2 separate regions of the Mus musculus genome follow, and region 1 is linked to region 2. Evidence: chromatin contacts called from public HiCAR-type data. All regions are on one chromosome and are shown on one strand. Each heading gives the region's core, a stretch centred on a gene start, on an enhancer-like site or on the middle of the called end of the contact. The rest is flanking DNA. Distances are from core to core; before and after follow the strand shown. Region 1 holds the start of Dpy19l2 (dpy-19-like 2 (C. elegans)). Region 2 holds the start of Bmper (BMP-binding endothelial regulator).

Region 1 (6,055 bases), core at 3,089-5,588, 1.5 Mb before region 2:
ACCAACAGCCCTACCCAGCTATGATGCCTGTGAACCACAATGGCCAGCATGGCATGATAGCTTTAGGGGTGCAATAGTGGCATACATGCCTGTGGTAAACAGCTTGTTTTTAAACCGATTTAAGACCTGCTGGTACTGTAAACCTAGCCAACTCTTCAGGGCTAGTGAAGTCACGGGTCTTGAAGAACCTGAAACTGCCACTTTACTAAAACAGCATAATCCCTGATTACATTCTAAATACCTGTCCTTCAGCCCACAGAGAAGTGTAGTCCTCACCTGTCATCAAGGAAACTTCTCTTTGCAATAGAAACTATTAGAGAAAACCACAACCAATCAAAATGAAAAGATGTGAAGCTTAGTCCCAAAGAATACATCTAAAAAACACCTCTCTGACCTAAGGATCAGGGGTCATAGGTGATGTGGGTGGCGGGGGCGGGGGTGTGTGTGTGTGTGGAGGAAGATTGTAAGAACCAGAGGAACAGGAAACCTACCAGAGAAGCTACATTCATAAAGTATCGCAATGTAGCAGAACCAGAACCAAAACACGAGCAGAACCAGAACCAAAGCAATAGACATGGCAAAGTGGGCAGGGCAAGCCCAAGAGATCGCAACCCTACTTAAAGAACTGCAGGCAACTAAGGAATGCAGAAAGTGGAGGAATAGTCTTCTACAGGAGAGGGCACACCAATGCCAAACTGTCAGCCCTGAAAGCATACATACAAGTAGCATTACATAGACTGAGAAGGTTGTATTTAAGAATATATATAGTACTATATATATATATATATATATATATATATATATATATATACACACATGTATTATATATGTATATATGTATGTATATAACAAAAGTTAGTGAAAAAAGAGACCATGCATTTATTTTTCTTTTTAAAAATATTATTGATTTATGTGTTGTTCTCTGGAACTAGAGTTACAGATAGTGGAGAACCATCATATGGTTATTGGGAACTGGACTCAGGTACTCTGCAAGAACAACAAATGCTCTTAAACTTCTGAGCCATCTCTCCAGCTCTGAGGGCATGCATTTTGAAGAGAGCAAGGAGGGGTATTGAGAGGGTTTGGAGGGAAGGGGAAATATGATTATATTATAATTTCACAAAACATTTAAAAACTGATTGAATCAAAAAGGGTGTTACATAGGCAAATTTTAGATATATAGCTGGATAAGTTACCTTTAGGTAAGAGAGATAATTTTCTCAATCAGAGATGTGTTTGAATAAGAATGTCCCCCACAGGCTCAGATGTTTAAGTGCTTGGTTCTATCTCTGCCTTGTGGCTATTTTGTCAATGTGTAAGCTCTTAGCTACTGCTCCAGTAGATGCCTGCCTGCCCGCTGCCATGTTTTCCCCACCATGACAGCCATAGACTCTGCTATTACTACTTCAGGCTATTGCGATGTCAGGACTGACCATGCTGGGTTTGGGAGATATGTGCATGATTTGGGGGCTTTGAACTAGGAAAGCAGTTCAAATCCATGAGGTTGGCAGGCCATCTTCATAGAAACTTGGTTGGCAGTAGTACTAGGAACAGTGTGGACTGTGGCAGCCCAGTTCAAGAGATTTCAGAGGGGAGCAATATGTTCAAGAGATTTCAGAGGGGAACAATATTAGCAACTTAGATGTTAAGTCTATTCTTGTGATATTTTAGCAAAGAATGTGGCTGATTTCTGCCTTGTTCTAAGAATTTTTTCTGAAGCTAAATTGAAGAGTTTTGGGACTAATTTAAGGACAGTTCCTCAGGGTTCCCTACTCAGGTGATGAGTTGACATTAAAACCTCATATACCACTATATATTGGACTAGATTCAGGAAACACATCATGTTTATTTTTCCTTTAACACTAATAGGAAATATTTTCTATTATCACTAACTATTCACTCAAAAATGAATTAATGGCCCCGATGCTGCATGCCATGAGTAATTCTAGAACTTAGTACTTGATGTTGAGACTATTTCTAATATTTTATTGATAACAATTAATAGCACAATGAATATCCACATAAAAGTATTTTTAAAGGGTGAGAGGGACTAGATTTTACTTTTAAGGATGGGCCATAGGTCCCTATATGCTTCACGGACAAGGGAAAGAAAGTACAGGGAAAAGTTAACAAGCAAGGAAGAGGTAATTGACACAGACTGGACTCAGTCAGCCCCTCAACCCGCGGGATAATCAGGGTCCTGGTACCCAGGTAGGCAAGGAGTCTGCAGGGTGACAGAGTCAAACATAAGGGAGTGTTGATCTGAATGTAATTTCTGAAAGTGATCATCAGACTTATATTACAGAAGAAGTTGGGTGACACATCAGCCAAGGTACATTGAGGTTACCCGATGCTTAATGACTACAAAACAGAAGGATACATACATAAAGACCAGCAGGAACTAGGCAATGCAACAACTGAGACAAAGTCAGCTCTATCTAAGGTCAGCTATATTCTTAGAAGCCAGGTGTGAGGTCGTTGAGCTCCTGGGGCAAGGGCTTTCATGCCCAAGCCATAGTTCTAATTCTGATTCATTGTTTAATCCACCACCAGCCAGCTCTTAGTAAATACCTAACTATGCTATTCCTCTGGGCTAGTGAAAGTATGTGCTAGGGAGTTCTGCTCTAGCTAGCCTTCTCATGAATAATGCAACACTCTAGTTCCTCCTTAAACCGCAACCCCATCTTCTTCCTAAACCATTGTAAATTCCTGTACACTGGAATGACTCGGCTGTTATTCTAAGTGATTTTGTGGGGGACTTTCTTCTATTAAGTAATGTAGTCTGCCATACATAACTATAACAAGAATTCTAAACTTACTTTGCTAAGCTTGCCCTGAAATTTCTAACTCTATGTAGTAGATAGTAATACCTGATTTCTTCTACTATCTCTCTTTCAATACTAGAGGCAATTCATCGGAATAGGTAACATTCTTATAAAATTCCAAGCCCAGGGTGGGCTGAAGGGCTGCCTAGGACATTGGTGAAAGCCAGGAAGCAAAGTTTAATCTAACTTAAGGTATCTGACAAATCATTGCTTGGAGACACCTATAATAAAACAATACTGAAAGAAAGTGCACTGTCCATGCACTGACTAACGCAAGGACAAGTTTGGAGCATTCATGCTATGGGATGCCAAGACTCCAGGAGACTAAGTTTCTGTGAAACTTTTTGCCCCAGGGCTGCGTCCATGCTTTTGGGCTTGCCACACAGACTTCACTGGAGTGGGTGTGGCAGTAATCCCCATGCTTCCTTGATTGCTACAAAATACAGAATTAAAATGCTTACACTAAAGATAAGATTTCCATTTAGACACTGTGTATTCATTTAAGAATAGAGTTCTGCCAAGTGAATATGGTGCCAAAACTTATAATCCTAGGATAGAGAGGCTGAGAAAGGAAGGAGTTTGAGATCAATCTGGACTACAGAGTTAAGATGTCTCAATTGTACATTTTGTGTGTGTGTGTGTTTGCCAAACACCAATACCATGTATTTTAAACTCAAAGATGGGCAAACAAAATGTACAACCTGTTCAAAATGTGAGCAAAGCACCCTATTTGTGGTCTTCTGTTTCGTATGCACTGAAGAATAAAACATCTTAAACAGCAAACAGTGCCAGGAATGCAGAAATGCCGCTTGAGAAAAATCTTACAAAACAACAAATTGATAGCAACAGCACTTACTTGTTTCACATGTGTTTATTTAGATCAGGGAGCAGATGAATAGAACTTCCAGTGAGCTCTCAAATAATGCGGACTAGAAAAACGGGCCAGGAGTAGAAGGCAGAAGAAACGGCTGGACAAACCATGGGGAGGCATGGATTTGTGGAGGGTGAGGGAGGAAGGGAAGGGCAGGAAGGGGGGCGGGGTTCCTGATGTGGGTCTCACTTGCAACAACGGGAAGATCTGTGTTCAGAGATAGGCAAGGTAGGCAAGGCGATTGTGGGTGTTAGGGAGCTCAAGAAGTCCTAAACCAAAATGGGGTTTACTGCAGCCAAACAGACTGACATAAGACCTGGAACGTGGTGGTGGCCTTTATAGTCCTCTATAGAGAATGCAAGGTCAGGACTGGCTTTCTTTGGTTCAGGGCGGCTTCTTGTTTAGGAGTTGTTGAACACTCTGAGCTCAACCGTCCTTCTGGCCAGAAACTGAGCGATTTTGTTAGAACAATGTTACTTAACCAAAGAGCTCTGTCCTGTAGGGGAAAACCTAGGCGAACTCCAACGCCCAGACCCTGGGGAAGGCTACACCTCTTGCAAGTCCTGCTCAGGGGCGCGCGGGCTGGGCTGCACGTGGACAGCGCAAGATTGCCTAGACTGCACGCTCGCCATCCTTGTTTCACGGTCGCCATGACGACGAGGCTGCCCGCAACGGTGGCTGGTCGTTGAGGCTGCCTGGTGGTGTGTCCGCCCCCCGGACATTGCCCAGCGGTGATCCAGCTCCATCCACCTGATCACGGGCTATGAGAAGATGGTGGGGCCGACAAGGAGTAAGCTCAGGGAAGGGAGCTCCGACAGGCCACAATCCTCCTGCACGGGGCAGGCGAGGAGGAGGTGGAGCGCAGCGACCATGGAGCCCCAGCAGGAGCGAAGCGCGCCCCAGGAGAGAACGAAGTGGTCGTTGCTGCAGCATTTCCTCCTAGGCGGCAGGAAACTGCCCTCGGGTGCTCGCAACTACGCGGCGCGGAGGATCCAAAGTCTGAACGCACAAAATTACTTTCAGCTGGAAGAGGTCGCCAAGCTCCTTCTTCTTAACCGCTTCCAATTCCTCTTCACTCTCCTGGACCACTTTCGCGAAAAGGTGCAGGCACTGCAGATGCATCGGTTCTCCCACAGGACCCTCTTTGGCCTAGGTGAGCCGAGTCTGCTCAGTGTTCCAGCCGAGGCTGTGCAGGGTTTTTCTCCCAGCGTAGAGACTTGAAGGGTTTGTTTGGGTCTTGGAGATTTGGTCCACTAGTGTTTGGATTGTTGGATGAGTTGGTGGCGAGATCTGAGAATTGCATGCCAGGAATTCTCAGACTTCTAGTTCTTGTTTTAAACTTTTTTTTTTTTTTTTTTTTTTTTTTTTTTTTTTTGCGAGATTTTCCAACTTAGTGGTCACCTACACGCCAACAAAAAGTTATCCTAATCAGAGCGTAGAAGAGGTTGTCTACTATCTGGATGGAATTAGGTTTCTTCGTTTTTTGAAATAAAAGGTCCTTAGCTGAGATCACCAATAGTGGAGGAAGGAGGAGGGTAGATATGTTAAACCTGCTGACAGGCACTTATTTCCATCCTGCTGAGCAACTCAGGGTGGGGGAGGGGGCTTCGCACTTCTTCCATTTATTCCTCTAATTTTCTGTAGCTTTCTACTGTAACTCAAATATTGCTGTTGTCTGGTATTTGAGCCTAGCTGCTGATATAAACACTTCAATTCAAGTTGTTGTCACCTCCTCCCATCCTGACCTATTTGAATGCTGATGTAAAAATAAGATGAGTTGCCACATTGAAGTGCTAACAGCAGTAATTAAGGAAGAGTTGAAATTCATATTTAGATTTCCATCTGATGTTTATGCCAGCAGACCCACGCCAAGTCCACAATCAACATGGATTGTTTTCCCAAGTCCAAGTTCCAGTGTTCCAAGAGTTACACGCAGGAGTTACCCCTGAGCGGCTAGTGAAATAATAGCTCACATTACTGAGTGAATGTTCAGGAGAGACAGTTAATACTTTAGAGTGGATGTAAGATGCTGTATCAGAGAGGACTTTTAGAAAAGGATAGAACCTGAGTTTTAGGAAAGGGCTAGTGTTTGGATGTGTGGGGCTGTTAAGTGGGGGATGTGTGTGTGATGCTTACAGAAGGGCAGGATCCAGGTCCTAACAGTAAGACAGCATGGTGTAAGAACAAAGTCTAGTAGAAGGAGGAGGCTGTGGGGAGCAGTCCAGCTCAGAACTGGGTGTGAGGGATTTGAACTCATTCCGTGTGAAGGCATGGATTCTTTTCTTTCTTTTTAAATTACGTTTTAATCCTAGATTTTAATAAAATCACATCATTTCTATCCTCCCCTTCTTCTTCCCTC
Region 2 (6,133 bases), core at 702-3,201:
GATGTGATATTAGAAATTGCCCAAATTCATAAAACTAGAAAGTGCAACTAAATTCGATGCTTAAGCAATGTGCAATTTGGTAATGATCAAAATCAATTTTAAGACAGCTATTCTGTCAGGTTTGACAAATGAACCTTGTCCATGACAGCAGTTAAGTTTATTTTACCTGACCCGTACACTTACCAAACACACACACATTATGCAAGGGTTGTCTGTGATAAATGGAATTTGGAGGACCTCCCCTTCATTTTCACATTTTGCAACAGACCCTGAAATGAAGATAAAAATACTTTTAATTTTAAATCTTGCTTAGTGGTGTTATTATAAAACCTTACCTTCTTAAGCTAGTAATTGGAATTATATAGTGTTTCAAATGCACCACAAACAAGTTTCTTCAAATCTATTTTAAATAGTTTTACTTAACATGGTTTTTTTTAAGTCAATACTTCGGTATATAGATCGGTTTTCTGTTTTCAGTTGATTTAAGCACATATTTAATACCACTAGTGCTCTGAAAGATATCTCAACTGCACATGGACTAACACACCAAACTAGGCACTAGGGAAGATTTTAAATTTGAACGAAATTCAGGACTGTGTCAAAGAACGGGCCTTTCAGGTGGATCTGCCAACTGTTGTGGGTTGAAATGCAATCACTTTTTGAAGCGCAATCTCTTTCCTCTTTAAAATATTCTCTTTTCTGCACCAGGTGTCAGTAAAGCATGTCCTTCAAAATAGAAGCCGAGGTCTTCACCTGCCTGAAAACCTGTAATTATCATATCATGCTATTAGTAACCTTTAAAAATAAGATCGCTTCTTTACATTCAAGGTCTGGAAAGTCATGTTTTAAAGATGCTGCCTAGCACCGTGGATTTATTGGAATCCTATGGTGTTGAGAAAAGAGGATGTGCGGGAAACGGCGCGGTCTTTTCCTTAATTGCACAAGAGTGGCTACGATTAAAACAAGGATTGGGGAAAAAAGATTAAATATAAATCAAGGAATTTCCCAACTTCATATAGCAGGGTGCCTATTAGCACTCTGTCAAAGGTAGCAGTCTCTCAGTCCCCCATCTCTCTACCTCTTCATAGCCTTCCCATCCCTTTTCTCTAGGCTTCTCCGCATCCCCACCGCCCGCGAGAGTCAGGCAAGGTGCGCGTTCCTCGTCCTCTCATCCCCGGTCTGCCAGTGCCTCTTCTCCCAAGAAACCACCCAGAGTCCCGGAGGACTGGTCCCTCCCGCCCCCACCCCCCTACCTGTCAGGAAGGAGGAAGCCAGAGACATGGGGACCCCGGAGCAATTGAGCAGCAGCAAGACGCAGCAGGTAATCCCAGGCGAGCGTCGGCAAGGACGCTCAGCCAGAGCCCTGACGCTGAAGAACCAGAGCATCGTCACCTGGAGGGAATCCCGGGCGACTGCAGGTCCCGCGTCGCCGCCTCTGCTCGGCAGCCGCTGCTCGCAGTCAAAAGGGCTGTGGGCCGGCGTGCCGGGAGACAGTCGGCTGAGGGAGGCGGGCGCCCGGAGCGGCGGGGGAGGAGTGGGGGCGCCCCGGGAGGAGGGGTCCTGCGGCCAGCCTCGGCCAATGCGGCGGCTTTTTTCTAAGGGAGTTGCTCTCAGCGGGTTAGCCGTCAGCCCCTCCGCGCCAGAGCTGGGCCGGGAGGAGGGGTGGCTGAGCGGCGGGATCTGGGGAGCGGCGGCGGCGACTGCCGAGTGCGCTCGCAGCTCTGGAGCCCGGCTGAGCTCCGGCTCCCGCACGCGCAGCTCCGGCCCGGCCCCCGAGCGCGGTGTCCGGCCCGCGCGCTTGCTCCGTGCGGGACCGAGGGGCGTACTAGGCTCTGCGCGGAATCCGCAGGGTCGCACGAGGGACTACGATCCTGGCGCCGGAGCTATGCCGGCTCAGAAGCGACAGCGGCGCACGCGAACGCCCAGCCAGGCGGTCTAGCCCAGCCCCGGCCACCGGCCCCGGGGCGCTGCCGGAGCCTGGAAGGCGCGTCTCCAGCGCCCTGCGCACCGCCTCCTCCCGCGCAGAGGAGCCGCCCCCAGCAGGGATGCCACTACCCGCTAGCGCCCGGAGCAGAAGACCCGGCGCTTCCCGCTGCCCCAGCTTCGGAAGGAGCCACGGATCGAATGCAGGAGGGTCCCTCAACTTTCCACAGCCCTTTGACTCCCTCGGGCAAAGGCGGGGGACTCACGAGGCTGAGGGGACAGAGGGACGAGTGACCTTGGAGATCAGGTTCCTGTGCTTATGCCTCTGTGGGCCTGACATTAGGGAGGACAGAAGTTGGAGCGACAGAAAGGGTCGGCTAATGCACGCACAACGGCCAGAGCCTTTCTCCCTTAAAGCGTGGATCGGTGGCTCAGACTCCGCCCTTCCCAGCCGGAGCTGCCCGGGCCAGGGAGGTGCGTTAGACTAATCATTCATTCACTCGCGGGCCAGGGAGGGACCGCTGCCGCTAATCTCCACGCAGGCCGCCTTCGCGGCGGCCGCCCAGCAGGGCACGCGGTGGCAGCCGCTACCCTGCAGCGTTTCTTGCTTGGGCGGCCCTGATGTCCCCCAGTCTCGGTCTTTGATCCCCTCGCCCCGCCACCCGGTACCCGCTGAGTCCCAGCATCCCTCCCACGTCCTGCCCCCCCCACACACACACACACCCGCCCTACACGCACCCGCCAAGCAGTGCCTGGCTCTACTCAAAAGGGGTGCTAATCTAGAAAAGAGAATTTTTATAACTACATTGGGAAGGTGCCAGGTGAGAGTGAAAGGTGCTTGGAACCAATGATCAGCTAGCCTTCTTTGGAGCCTACTGTGATCACATGCTCCCACCCACACGAAGAACAGCCAGCCAGCAGGTGCCCACCCCACATTAGTTCCTGAAGCGCCTTGTGGATCCAAACTCTAATTGCTGACAAGCCTAGTTTTCCCCTAGTCTCTGGCCAGTTTTAGGTAGCATTTGTAGCTGTAGTGAGAAACTCCTTTGACAGTCCTCAGATACACTCCTCTAATGTCACCACATTTACCTGCCCCTGCCTGCCATCCGCATGCTCATTTGTTTTTTTCTAGAGATTTAAAGGGTGCTTTTAGTGAGTGCATCGTGGCCAACATCCCAACACAAGGACCACATCTCTGTGACGTGGACAAGTGGGAGGAAGGAACGCTGTCATTAGCTTAGCATGCTCCATTTCCCTCTCAAAACAGATTTTGTGTAAAATTTAAATTAAAAGAGACAAGAGACAATGTGGTTACATGTTTCCCCCAAATAACACCATGGCTAGATGCCTTGAAAGTCAAAGTGTTGATTGAATGTTTCGCTGACTCCCTGAGTCTACAGAAATGTCAAACTGTATACACAGAGAGAGAGAGAGACAGAGACAGAGTTTTACTTCCCATAAGAACTAATTAGAAGAAAACCTAAAAGTTAAAAAATAATAATTGCCACAGAAAAGTACATTCAGTAGGAACCACTGTCCCTGCTCTCTAAAATGATTCTCCTTCAATAAAGTCTCTAGATAAATGTAACCTTTATAATTCAGGTAAGGAACATGAATTTTTGGAGATCCTAGGAGACCCAGTGTTCCCTCAGATGTCTGTAGACTTGGCTACATGTGCACTACAAAACTGCAAGACACCTGAAGAGCATGCCTGCCCCTCTGACTTGCCTCCCTTGGCCTGTCTCCTCAGTGTGCATGACTAATTTTTTTAGGGGGTGGGGACTTCTACCCTCTATGTGTGTGGCATTTCTACTATGGGTGGCTAGGGAAAAAAACGGGAAACCTTTTCACCAGCCTTGAAGTTGTGAATGAGAAGGTGGACAGAAGCCTCTGGAAACTCAGCTCTTCCTATATCACAGCTCACAGTGACCTCCATTTCAGAAAGAGCAAGCTATCCCCAAAGGCTCATCGGGGACTCCTGCAACCCCCATGCAACTATTGGTATTGTTACTCCAGAGTAGCAAACTCTCTCAGCTGCCAACTGGTCCCTAAGCCAAGCTGAGATATTCCAGGGTCACACAAGAAGAGATATGGGGGAAGGAAAGAGGGAAGACAAAGAGGAGGAAGAAGAAGAGAAGGAGGGGGAGGGGAAGGAGGAGGAACCTATCAAAGTCCCAAATATTGGCTGGAATCCAAAGGAGAAAAACAAGGTAGGGTAGGGATGTTTGCCTTGACTTCTGACATTGTTTATGGGTAAGGAGGTAATGGGGCCCAAACTCAGGGCCTAGCCTAGGCCCAGATCTGCAAAGTCTCAGTCCTTGCTCCATGAAATAAGCATGTGACCTGGCCACATGTAACAGGAGATATGTCTTAAGGCATTCTCACACCTCTCAAATCACAGCCTCAATTCCCACCGAAAAATGCACTGAACATGCAATTCAGGAGTTTCAAGAAACTTCCAGAAATCAGCTCACCTTCTCCACAGCAGAGAAACCAGACCTCTCCAAAGTGAACAGAAGAGCCTGTGACAGCAAGCACTAATTGTCCGTAAGTGTAGGAGGGTTGCACTCACAGATGGCACCTGCCTGGGTAAACTGAAAATGGTGAAGGACTGATCCACAAAGGCCCTAATCTGATGGGGCAAACTTAGAGACTGTGGAGAATGTGAACAGCCCAGGGCACATTTCCTTAGAAGAGAGGTTGTTTTTGCAGGCATGGTTAATGCTCTGGATATTTGGTAACTTTGGAAAGTATCATTTTTATATCTCCAAAAGGGTTTGGAACAGCAGTATGGATTGTGCCCACAGATTTATTATTTCTCAACCTCTTTATTGATAGCCATCTGATTCTTGCTAGGATAAAATTGAAAATACTCCTGAGGAGGTTTGGTTTGGTTTGGTTTGGTTTGGTTTGGTTTGGTTTGGTTTGGTTTGGTTTGGTTTGGTTTGAAGCACTAAAGATCTCAGAGCATACAATGGACTTCTTCAGCTTTACCTTGAAAGTCAAATGTCTAGGCTGTCAGAGTGGCTCAGTGGCAGAGCAGTTGCCTGACACACAGGAGGCGCTGTGGTCAAAGGGTGAGAAGGCTAAGAGCTAAGAGAGACAGGGTGTGCCAGGGCCACAGGGCGTGATAGTGGCAGAGCCCATTAGCAGGCTTCTGCCGGCTGGTAAACATGGCACTTCCCATTACAGATGCTCTGCCTTCTTGGATGATGAGTCATGGGAATTACAGGAAGAGGCCATGGGATATTTCAGATATGATGCAAATGAAAGTTATGGTGCTGGCACAATAGTTACTTAAATATTTATGGAACTGAACTGGACCCAAATATATGAGTTGTTTGACACCATAAAAATCCTGGACACTCCCATGTGTCCCTAGCGGAACGGTGATTTTATTCTCAGGTCACCTGACTACAATGTTTAGGGACTGTGCTGACTTCTAGGTTGCCTACTGGAGTGCTTTTGTTACTCATCTTTCAGAGTGGCTGGGACCCATGGAAGCCATGAGTTGTCTTATAGATTATAGTAGTAGGATTTCCTGTAACTCCCAAATGTCAAAGGCTTTGAAAAAGCATGATAAAAACTCAATCATTTGATCATTAGCCGGATCCTTTTGCACAGAAGCATTTTCCCCATATCTTGTCACCATAAGAACTGCATCCTTCACAGCATGCCCATACACAAAGCAATGCTTTAGGATAAACTGATAATACCAGAACTTTTAAAAACACCAATTGCCCTGAAATAACAAAACCATTGCTTTGTTTACTCGTTTTATTTCAGTTTGACTCAATACTGTAATAAATGTGATTCCTTTACCACCTGGCCCTGACCCATTGCAACCCCCATGTTCACCTTTGCCTCCAGCATAATGGAGCCTCATTACAGACGATGTAGAAAGATGTGCTGGGACACACAGTGCCTGCTCAAGGAAGTGCCTATGAGCTAAATCAGTGCCATTAAAGGTCACACATTTACCAGTTTGGCAAACAAAATAAAGTTAGTGTCATCCGAAGACTTGTATCTTTTTAACCCCTAAAATACTCCCATGTATGGATACACTGCCAGGGACTTGCTTTGAGAAAGAGTCCTCTTACTCCACTTTTTGCCTGGAATTTACCTTGCAAGCTTTATTGACACCAAAAACTGTAACTCCATCTTGAAGAAGTAAGGAATTGACAAAAGACTTTGGCTCAACCCAGGGAAT

The links. HiCAR-type assays count read pairs that join an accessible place to other places.
Region 1: a contact with region 2 is called in a HiCAR-type map of astrocytes, with 5 times the contacts expected there. The contact joins the promoter of Dpy19l2 here to the promoter of Bmper in region 2. A contact is called at or near these places in 1 of 39 promoter capture datasets (hippocampal neurons) and 1 of 115 datasets of contacts at active chromatin or transcription factors (astrocytes).

Annotation. Positions count from the first base shown.
Region 1 is chr9:24,694,576-24,700,630 of GRCm38.p6, reverse strand. Dpy19l2 (dpy-19-like 2 (C. elegans)) reads left to right here and starts at 4,338. Exons shown (of 22, transcript NM_001166207.1): 1 at 4,338-4,849. The coding sequence starts at 4,468.
Region 2 is chr9:23,218,894-23,225,026 of GRCm38.p6, reverse strand. It overlaps Bmper (BMP-binding endothelial regulator), which reads right to left and starts at 1,951. Exons shown (of 15, transcript NM_028472.2): 1 at 1,254-1,951; 2 at 184-269. The coding sequence starts at 1,386.